2 separate regions of the Mus musculus genome follow, and region 1 is linked to region 2. Evidence: chromatin contacts called from public promoter capture Hi-C data. All regions are on one chromosome and are shown on one strand. Each heading gives the region's core, a stretch centred on a gene start, on an enhancer-like site or on the middle of the called end of the contact. The rest is flanking DNA. Distances are from core to core; before and after follow the strand shown. Region 1 holds the start of Amigo1 (adhesion molecule with Ig like domain 1). Region 2 holds the start of Gstm2 (glutathione S-transferase, mu 2).

Region 1 (5,229 bases), core at 1,202-3,701, 200 kb after region 2:
TTCAAGACAGAGTTTCTTTGTGTAGTCCTGGCTGTCTTGGAACTCTCTCTGTAGACCAGGCTGGCCTAGAACTCAGAGATCACCTGCCTTTGCCTCTCTGCCTCTGCCTCTCAGCCTCTGCCTCTCTGCCTCTGCCTCTGCCTCTGCCTCTGCCTCTGCCTCTGCCTCTGCCTCTGCCTCTGCCTCTGCCTCTGCCTCTGCCTCTGCCTCTGCCTCTGCCTCTGCCTCTGCCTCTGCCTCTGCCTCTGCCTCTGCCAAGTATTATGATTAAAAGGGTGTACCACAACCACCTGGCTTAGGTACCAACCCTTAAAACTGATGTCCAGCTCAAAGGGCCCTTTTCCTTTTTGTTACCTTGTTTTCCCTACCTTCAAACATAGTAGAAAGAGGAATGGGATAGACGGATAGACAGATAGAAGGATAGACAGTTAGATGAGAGCCTAGAATGCTGGAGTCTAAAGGAAATGTAGGGGAGGGCAAAGCAGAGTAGGGGGAACATGCATTTTTTCCAGGGATATTTGCATAAAATACAATGATAGTATTTCCTTGTCAGCTATTGAATAAGGATAGTGGATTTATAGGCGTTCATTGCATACTTTCAGTATGATTGAAAAATTTTCAAAATTAAAAAATAGATGCGTTGGGCAGTGGTGGTGCACATCTTTAATCCCAGCACTTGGGAGGCAGAGGCAGATGGATTTCTGAGTTCGAGGCCAGCCTGGTCTACAGAGTGAGTTCCAGGACAGCCTACATAGAGAAACCCTGTCTCGAGAAAAACCCAAAGGAAAGAAAGAAAGAAAGAAAGAAAGAAAGAAAGAAAGAAAGAAAGAAAGGAAGATGCAACTTCAGAGACCATGTGTATGATAACAGCTTCAAGAGGTCCCCCAGCAATCCTCTTCTACTGGAATTCATGCCCTTGTGTGGTCTCTTTCCATCAGGATCTGTCTCTGTGAACAAAGTGGAGATGGCAGCAAGACTTGAAAGAGCTGGGTCATTGTGACTTCTGTCTTGCAGGCTCTTGGATCTCTCACCTGCCAGAAGCTGTTCCATCAGGGCACTTAAGCAGTCTTGAGACCTGACCTGGAGAGTCATTGAGGTTTCTTGACAACAACAGCCAACCATCTGAGGGACTCATGTGACCCTCTGTGAAAGCTGACCCTCCCGTCCCAGTCAAGTTTTCTGATGACCGAGCTTCCACGTGGCATGTGCCTGTAACTGAGAAATACCCTAGCATCTCTAGCCAACAGAAATTGTGTTTCACAGCCATTGATTTCCTGATTCCTCTTTCCTTCTCCTCCAAAAAGGACTACTCACCCTTCTCGACTTTTCACCATGCCTGGATTAAACAGGAAAGAGGAAAAAAAAAAATCTTTCCAGATCATGCATAAGTTTAATGTGCTAATACCCCTAGAAGAGATAATACAGTCACTTAAATTCACAGTAAAACATGGGAGAGATCTAGCTTTTTTCTTTTTTAAACTCTTAGCAAGCTAATTTGTTGAGAGGTTAATTTCAGGTGTGGTCTTGCTACTGTAAAAGACTGGAAAGAAAAACTTGCTAATTTCTCCCTCTGTGCCCAGTATCTCAAGAATGAATTCTTGGATGACATGGTCTTGGTCATTCCTGGGCCTTGCCCCCAATCATCAATTTTCATACTTTGATTAACAGCTTCTTTGTGCTTAGGGAGGCCATCTTACAGAAACCATCTTACAGAAAACACCTCAACGCCCACCACTGGTCTTCACCTTTGAGAATTAATAGAGAAAGTATCAAGATCTGACAACCAGGAAGTGCAGGTACTGCTTCGGGAAGAAGATAAATGGGAGAGCTGGATAGGACGGGAAGTGGGGAGGCAAGGTGGGTTGTCTGTGGAAGGACACGCCTCCCAAGCCCAGTCGTGACTAGCAAGCTTGCAGGCTAAGCAGCTGTGTTCTTCTATGGTACTCCAAGAAGTATAGACTAGTGACATCAAAAGTAGAGAGGGAAGAACAAAAACAAAAACAAAAAAGCAAAATAAAGCTCTTCTCCCAAATTTTAGTGACTTCACAGCTGCGCAGAGAAAGCAGAAGGAACGAAAAAAAAAAAAAAAAAAAACGTGACTAATGAATTTCCCGCCAACACTGACAGCGGGAGGCGAGCCAGATTTCTTTAATTTGGAAAATTAAAAGACGCGTGCCGCTTCTTGTCCCAGAGTCAGTTCACTGGTTCCAGCGAACTCACTACTCTTAGACTTACTTTTCCCGACAGGGGGTTTGGGTAGGAGGAACGTTACTGGGGCATGAAGAGAATGGAGAAAGGGAGGCTAGGGAAGAGAGGCGCTTTGAGGGGCCACGCTCGCTAGCTCTGGGCCCAGCCCGGGATGGCAGAGGAAATGACCCCCGACTGCAGCCGGCAGCCCGCGCGTCCGCCGGGAGCCGGAGACAAACACACGCACGTGCGCCCCGCCCCCGCCGCGCGCACGCGCCCGGAGGCTCCGGCGGCGGCGGCGGCGGGCGGCGGCGGGCGGGCGGGCGCGCGCGCGGTGCTCGCTGCCCCCACGCTGCTCCCTCGGCTGGGATCGCGGCGTCTCCCGCTCGCCGCACTGCTTCTCGCCTGGCCCGTGGCTCCGGAGGCGGCAGTCGTGCCAGGTGGGCTCGGGTGGACGGGCGCGGCGGTCCGGGCGCGGCGGCGGCGCGGGTGGACAGCGCGGAACCCAGCAAGTTCCTCGCAGGCGATGTCGCCGGGCGCGGGCCCCTACGTACGCTGGGCGCTGTGACAGGCCGGCCGGGGAGGCGCGGACGGGGGAGGCCGCGACGGAGCTCCTGGACTGGCCATGGGCTGAGACGCATCCTCGCCGAGCAGGTGCAGTGACCCGAGGGTCTAGGGAGGGAACCCGCGCCACAGGCCCCGGGAACCTTCGGCCCTTCTCAGCCTAGTACCCTGTTGACCTTCCCTGGGTTCCTCGGGAAAGGCCCTGATGACCCCGCCTCCAAACCCAGAGCTTGCAATCCCTGGTGACACCCCACCACTGCCACCACAGGGGACACGCTGTGTACACTCTCACTCTAGACCGGCGACCCCAGCCCACTGGGCCTTTGCGCCTATGCCTCTGATGTCCTAGTATTTTGAGCCCACAGCCTGCCTCACTGTGCCTGGGAACTACCCGGGATAGCTTACCCTCTCTGCTCACCAAAGGGTGGGAGAGGAAAGTGGGAGTGGTGGTCTTTCCCTCTTGAGTCTTTGGTGACTACAAACCCATCCTCTTTCTCCCAAGCCTGTAGTGAAAGTGACCCTTCCATACTCCACCAGAACATGCCGGGGTGACTCCCTCCCAGATCCTGTGGCCTTCCTCGCTCTTCCCAGTGACACTATGCAACCCCAGCGTGACCTGCGAGGCCTCTGGCTCCTGCTGCTCTCCGTGTTCCTGCTTCTCTTTGAGGTAGCCAGGGCCGGCCGATCTGTGGTTAGTTGTCCCGCCAACTGCCTGTGCGCCAGCAACATCCTCAGCTGCTCCAAGCAGCAGCTGCCCAATGTGCCCCAATCTTTGCCCAGCTACACAGCACTGCTGGACCTCAGCCACAACAACTTGAGCAGGCTGCGGGCCGAGTGGACCCCCACCCGGCTGACCAACCTGCACTCCCTGCTGCTGAGCCACAACCACCTGAACTTCATCTCCTCCGAGGCCTTCGTCCCCGTACCCAACCTTAGGTACTTGGACCTCTCCTCCAACCATCTTCACACGCTGGATGAGTTCCTGTTCAGCGACCTGCAGGCGCTGGAAGTGCTGTTGCTCTACAATAACCACATTGTGGTGGTGGACCGGAATGCCTTTGAGGACATGGCCCAGCTGCAGAAACTCTACTTAAGCCAGAATCAGATCTCTCGCTTTCCTGTGGAACTGATCAAGGATGGGAACAAATTACCCAAACTGATGCTCTTGGATCTGTCCTCCAACAAGCTGAAGAAGTTGCCCCTGACTGACCTGCAGAAATTGCCAGCCTGGGTCAAGAATGGGCTATACCTGCATAACAACCCCTTGGAGTGCGACTGCAAGCTCTACCAGCTCTTTTCGCACTGGCAGTACCGGCAGCTGAGCTCTGTGATGGACTTCCAGGAGGACCTGTACTGCATGCACTCCAAGAAGCTGCACAACATCTTCAGCCTGGATTTCTTCAATTGCAGCGAGTACAAGGAAAGTGCCTGGGAGGCTCACCTGGGAGACACCTTGACCATCAGGTGTGACACCAAACAGCAAGGCATGACCAAAGTGTGGGTGTCCCCAAGCAATGAACAGGTGCTAAGTCAGGGGTCCAATGGCTCGGTGAGCGTGAGGAATGGCGACCTTTTTTTTAAAAAGGTGCAGGTCGAGGATGGGGGTGTGTATACCTGTTACGCCATGGGGGAGACTTTCAACGAGACACTGTCTGTGGAGTTGAAAGTGTATAACTTCACCTTGCACGGACACCATGACACCCTCAACACAGCCTACACTACCCTGGTGGGCTGTATCCTCAGTGTGGTTCTGGTCCTCATATACTTGTACCTCACCCCTTGCCGCTGCTGGTGTCGGGGTGTGGAGAAACCTTCCAGCCACCAAGGAGATAGCCTCAGCTCTTCTATGCTCAGTACCACACCCAACCACGACCCTATGGCTGGTGGGGACAAAGATGATGGTTTTGACCGGCGGGTGGCCTTCCTGGAACCTGCTGGACCCGGGCAGGGTCAAAATGGCAAACTCAAGCCAGGCAACACTCTGCCGGTGCCCGAAGCTACAGGCAAGGGCCAACGGAGGATGTCCGATCCAGAGTCGGTCAGCTCGGTCTTTTCTGATACACCCATTGTGGTGTGAGCAGCGTAGGCTGATGGGGAGGTTCTGCCCCAGGAGAGGTACCCCTGAGGGATATGACAGGGTGGAAGAGAGGGCTGGATGCCCAAGGGAGTGGGTTCCTCCTGACCACCAGGGAATCGGTCACAGGCGCCGGAGGAGGCAAGACCCCAGTGAGGGTGTGGATGCTGCGAGTTTCACCTATGGATATCCTCAGGCAGATGCCACACCCCTACCCAAAGCCTTGGCTATTCTCAGTGTGGGGGAGGGGGACAGGAACGAGGAAAGGGCGGAGGGGAGGAGCAAATTCCCTAAACTTTTTTGAGGTCATCCCTAGCTCCTTAAGAGAAAACCATTTGAAAAACAATGTTTTTTTTTTCTGTCTCTGCCCACCCACACCTGTGAGGTTGTGTGTGTTTGGGGGA
Region 2 (5,545 bases), core at 1,166-3,665:
TTGATCAAGGACATCATAAACAAGAAAATCCACATAGGTGACCTGCAGGAAGCCAAGGGTGAGTGCTCTGGAATTTGATGCTTGGAAAGGATGGCAACCCCTCCTTCCCACCCCCTCCCTTTACCTTGTTCCCTGCAAACCATGGCTGCTTGCCCAGAAACTCAGAGTAGAGCTTCATCTTCTCAGGGAGACCCTCTAAGTACTCTGGCTTCTTTTTCTCCTGAAGCAGAAAACAACTGTCACCACTTTCAGACACAGACCCCCTGGCAGAGGCTGGCCTCACAGGGCTGTGCAGGCCCCAGCAAGCAGAGGAGAAGTCACCTACATGAGATTCAGTCAGGGATGATATCCAAGCATTTAGTTAGAATGATTAGACAGCCCAACAGGATACAGCCCTGTCTCCTGGTCTCTACCACCATTGTCAGGACCACTGTGCATGAGACGGCTTTGAGCACATGGCTCTGAACTCTGACCTTACATGAGGCAGAAGCAAACAACTGAAATCGTCCAGGAAACAGGCCGTGCTCTACCTACTAGTGCGGTGAGGACTTCAGTACAGGTTCCAAAGAGATGGGGTGAATTTGAGAGGACAAAAGGAAACAGGCGCAGGATCAAAGGCTTTTGGCTGACTGAGTTGCCTATTGGGGACATCTGCTTATCTCTGAGTGTGTCAAGGACACAGCTCTGGGAAGCCATTTAGGAGGAGAGTGTCCCCTATCCTCAGTGTCTTCTTCCCATGAGTGTGCAATCTGCAGACATGGCAAGACTCCAGGACAACAGAAAGACATGACTCAGGACAGAACCAGCACTTAGACCTGGAGGGATCGAACTCTGTCTGTCCTATCAGGGACTAAAGTGTCACTGTCGAGAGTCTGGACTGGACCTTAGGCCAATGACTGGAAGTTTTCATTTGGCAAACTAAGCTTTGAGGTTACTCTGTTGGCAATTTCAAACACTGTGCCATGAGCAGCACTGAGAGGCTCTGGTGGCAAACAGGGCCAGAGCAGATGCAAGGGCAAGAGTGTGGGGCCAGCTCCAACTCACAAAGTCAGGGCTGTAGCAAACCATGGCCAACTGTATGCGGGTGTCCATAGCCTGGTTCTCCAAAATGTCCACACGAATCCTCTCCTCCTCTGTCTCTCCACCTGCAGCACACACAGGCCAGACTCACCCTCAGCATCCCACTCCAGATAAGCCTAGAAAATGACTACTATCCTCCACCCTGCAGCCAGCCCCACTCACACAGGTTGTGCTTTCGGGCAAGGTAGCGCAGGATGGCATTGCTCTGGGTGATCTTGTGTGATCCATCAATCAAGTAGGGCAGCTGGATGGACAAGCAGGGAGGGTCAGGTGGGATATGGGGCACCTGAATCCTTTCTCTGGGTGAGAGCAGACACAGGGCCTGACACTCAGCCTGCCTGCCATGGGAAGCCCTCCATGGGCACAGTGTGCACTGAATGGGAGAGCTGGGACACAGCCCATCACAGAAACACTGTGCAGCCAACAGGGATGGAGCAGGAGAGCAGAAACACTGACCCCCAACCCTCAGCCAGGCCAGGAGATGAGGTGAGAACAGTGTGTCTTCCCCAAACCTCCTTTCCTCCTCCACCTACATTGGGAAAGTCCAGGCCCAGCTTGAACTTCTCACTCAGCCACTGGCTTCGGTCATAGTCAGGAGCTGTGGTGGACAAGAGGATGTGAAAAGAAATCATGCCAGTATCCCAGCTTCCTTCTCTAGGGAAGGAGTCAGGTATGAGAACACCCCCAAGAAGATCTGCAGCCTCACCCAAGAGTAGACAATGCTTCTGAGGACTGTGGACTGTATATCACTAAGATTTTCAAAAGGTTTGAATAAGCCAATTAGTTGAAAAGAGAACCCAGCCCCCCAAATTCAAAACAGTATCTGGAAGAGACAGTTTCTAAATCCAACTCCAGGAGCTCTGTAGAGCTGAGCAACAGGGTGTCAGAGCAGTGTCTCTAGGCACCAGTTAGCAGGGGAGCAGGGGCCTGAGAAACAGGGTGTAATCACCGTCCCCCATGGTGTATTTCTTGTCCTCATAGCTTGTGTCTGTGTATTCCAGGAGCAGGCGGATGGCGTGAGCCAGCTGGAAAGATGACATATGACAAGTCACAGATTGCAAAACCCTGACAGTCTGACTCTGCTGATTCTTGGTGAGCCTACATCTTACACGTAACTGTCTCCCCACAAGCTCACACACACATACCACATAAGCACAAGCTCTCGTGTTTGAACTTCCAACAACTTCTGAACTCAGTCTATCTCCTGGAAATCAGTTCCCTAGCTACTCCCCACCCCACCCCTGTCCCACCCAGCAGAAGCGTTCTCACTCACCCCACGGATGTCCCAGTAACCTAGTGTCATAGGCATAGTGCTGGTGTCCAGAGCAGACCAACCCGGGCCTTGCTAGTCTGAGCTTCCTGATAATGTCTTAGGCAAGGAAGAGGCGGGACCTGGATATGGCTTTCTATTGGACCATTGGCCTACAGTGTCTCAAATTTCAGACATTCCAGTTGAAGGAAGGAGCCAGGGATCCAGGGGCAGGGCAAGATATAGCTAATCTCAGGAACCAGTCTAAGCAGTCAGAAATAAAAGATGGGAATGGGCTAGCACCTGTGTCAGCAACTCCCTCTTCTTGCTCTAGCGTGCTGTTTCCATGGAGAACAGTTGTGCAGCTAGGGACATTCTTGATGGTCAAAGTGGAACCCTGTTATTATCTTCCTGACATTGTCCCTTCTTCATTATCAACTCCCTTCCTGGGTTCTGGGTGGCTCCTGGTGGCTGAGCCAGGACAAAACAGGACACCTCAAGCCTGAGAGATTAATGTCTCTGTGGTCTATAGCTTATCATAGACAGCAGAGGGCATGCAGGACTCTGCTAAGCTGGGCAACAGAGCCACATACAGGTACGACCAGTGGATGCAGTACAGATATTCAGGATCACTGGGCACTGGAAAGATGTAAAGCAAACCACAGTGTGATACACCTTCCCCAGAAAGAACTGCCATTCGCACATGGGGGCTGGTGAGACTGTGGGCAGGAGAGAACATTCGACACTGCAGGTAAGAGTATCAACTGTCACAACCGTTAGGGAAAACAACCTGGTGTTCCTCGAAAAGACAAAACTAGAGCTACCACGTGATCCAGCAATACTCGATATACATCCACAGGAAATGAAATTAGAATGACAGGGGAACACAATTTACCTGAGCTAAAAAATAGATGGCATCTAAGAACCCATTCTCTGACAAATGTACGATGAAAGTGCAGTCCACGTGCACCATGGATTACTAGTCACTCTATAAAAAAGGGGAAAAAATAAAACTAGATATCCACACACAGAGAAACTAGAAGTGAGGGACTGGAGAGATGGCTCAACAGTTAAGAGCACTAATTGCTCTTCCAGAGGTCCTGAGTTCAAGTCCCAGCAACCATGTGGTGGCTCACAACCATCTGTAATGGGATCCAATGCCCTCTTCTGGTATGTCTGAAGACAGCTACAATGTACTCAAAAAAACAAAAATAATAATAGAAGTGAGATTCCTATTTCTCATCCCGGGGTGGGGGGCAGACAGGAAGGGATACAAATAAATCAATGGCCTTAATGTAAGACTTGAAGTTTAGGCCAGCAGAGTCTTGCCCAACACCCGCAAGGGCCCACACGGGACTCCCCACGGGATCCTAAGACCTCTGGTGAGTGGAACACAACTTCTGCCAGGAGTCTGGTTCGAACACCAGATATCTGGGTACCTGCCCTGCAAGAAGAGAGCTTGCCTGCAGAGAATACTCTGCCCACTGAAACTAAGGAGAGTGCTACCCTCCAGGTCTGCTTATAGAGGCTAACAGAGTCACCTGAAGAACAAGCTCTTAACAGTGACAACTAAAACAGCTAGCTTCAGAGATTACCAGATGGCGAAAGGCAAACATAAGAATCCTACTAACAGAAATCAAGACCACTCACCATCATCAGAACGCAGCACTCCCACCCCACCTAGTCCTGGGCACCCCAACACAACCGAAAATCTAGACCCAGATTTTAAAACATTTCTCATGATGATGATAGAGGACATCAAGAAGGACTTTCATAAGTCACTTAAAGAATTACAGGAGAGCACTGCTAAAGAGTTACAGGCCCTTAAAGAAAAGCAGGAAAACACAGCCAAACAGGTAGAAATCATTAAAGAAAAACAGGAAAACACATCCAAACAGGTGATGGAAATGAACAAAACCATACTAGAACTAAAAGGGGAAGTAGACACAATAAAGAAAACCCAAAGCGAGGCAACACTGGAGATAGAAACCCTAGGAAAGAGATCTGGAACCATAGATGTGAGCATCAGCAACAGAATACAAGAAATGGAAGAGAGAATCTCAGGTGCAGAAGATTCCGTAGAGAACATCGACACAACAGTCAAAGAAAATACAAAATGCAAAAGGATCCTAACTCAAAACATCCAGGTAATGCAGGACACAATGAGAAGACCAAACCTACGGATAATAGGAATTGATGAGAATGAAGATTTTCAACTTAAAGGGCCAGCTAATATCTTCAACAAAATAATAGAAGAAAACTTCCCAAACATAAAAAAAGAGATGCCCATGATCATACAAGAAGCCTACAGAACTCCAAATAGACTGGACCAGAAAAGAAATTCCTCCCAACACATAATAATCAGAACAACAAATGCACTAAATAAAGATAGAATATTAAAAGCAGTAAGGGAGAAAGGTCAAGTAACATATAAAGGAAGGCCTATCAGAATTACACCAGACTTTTCACCAGAGATTATGAAAGCCAGAAGAGCCTGGACAGATGTTATACAGACACTAAGAGAACACAAATGCCAGCCCAGGCTACTATACCCGTCCAAACTCTCAATTACCATAGTTGGAGAAACCAAAGTATTCCACGACAAAAACAAATTCACACAATATCTTTCCACAAATCCAGCCCTTCAAAGGATAATAACAGAAAAGAAGCAATACAAGGACGGAAATCACGCCCTAGAACAACCAAGAAAGTAATCATTCAACAAACCAAAAAGAAGACAGCCACAAGAACAGAATGCCAACTCTAACAACAAAAATAAAAGGAAGCAACAATTACTTTTCCTTAATATCTCTTAATATCAATGGACTCAATTCCCCAATAAAAAGACATAGACTAACAGACTGGCTACACAAACAGGACCCAACATTCTGCTGCTTACAGGAAACCCATCTCAGGGAAAACGACAGACACTACCTCAGAGTGAAAGGCTGGAAAACAATTTTCCAAGCAAATGGACTGAAGAAACAAGCTGGAGTAGCCATTTTAATATCGGATAAAATCGACTTCCAACCCAAAGTTATCAAAAAAGACAAGGAGGGACACTTCATACTCATCAAAGGTAAAATCCTCCAAGAGGAACTCTCAATTCTGAATATCTACGCACCAAATGCAAGGGCAGCCACATTCATTAGAGACACTTTAGTAAAGCTCAAAGCATACATTGCACCACACACAATAATAGTGGGAGACTTCAAC

Evidence for each region. Capture Hi-C pulls out chosen DNA fragments and counts their contacts.
Region 1: a promoter capture Hi-C map of liver shows a contact between it and region 2. The contact joins the promoter of Amigo1 here to the promoter of Gstm2 in region 2. A contact is called at or near these places in 3 of 39 promoter capture datasets (the 3T3-L1 cell line, hematopoietic stem and progenitor cells and liver), 1 of 115 datasets of contacts at active chromatin or transcription factors (embryonic stem cells) and 2 of 9 other capture datasets (adipose tissue and liver).

Annotation. Positions count from the first base shown.
Region 1 is chr3:108,183,838-108,189,066 of GRCm38.p6, forward strand. Amigo1 (adhesion molecule with Ig like domain 1) reads left to right here and starts at 2,452. Exons shown (of 2, transcript NM_146137.3): 1 at 2,452-2,841; 2 at 3,254-5,229. The coding sequence starts at 3,350. The coding sequence ends at 4,828.
Region 2 is chr3:107,984,005-107,989,549 of GRCm38.p6, forward strand. It overlaps Gstm2 (glutathione S-transferase, mu 2), which reads right to left and starts at 2,416. Exons shown (of 8, transcript NM_008183.4): 1 at 2,354-2,416; 2 at 2,030-2,105; 3 at 1,614-1,678; 4 at 1,243-1,324; 5 at 1,045-1,145; 6 at 125-220; 7 at 1-42. The coding sequence starts at 2,389.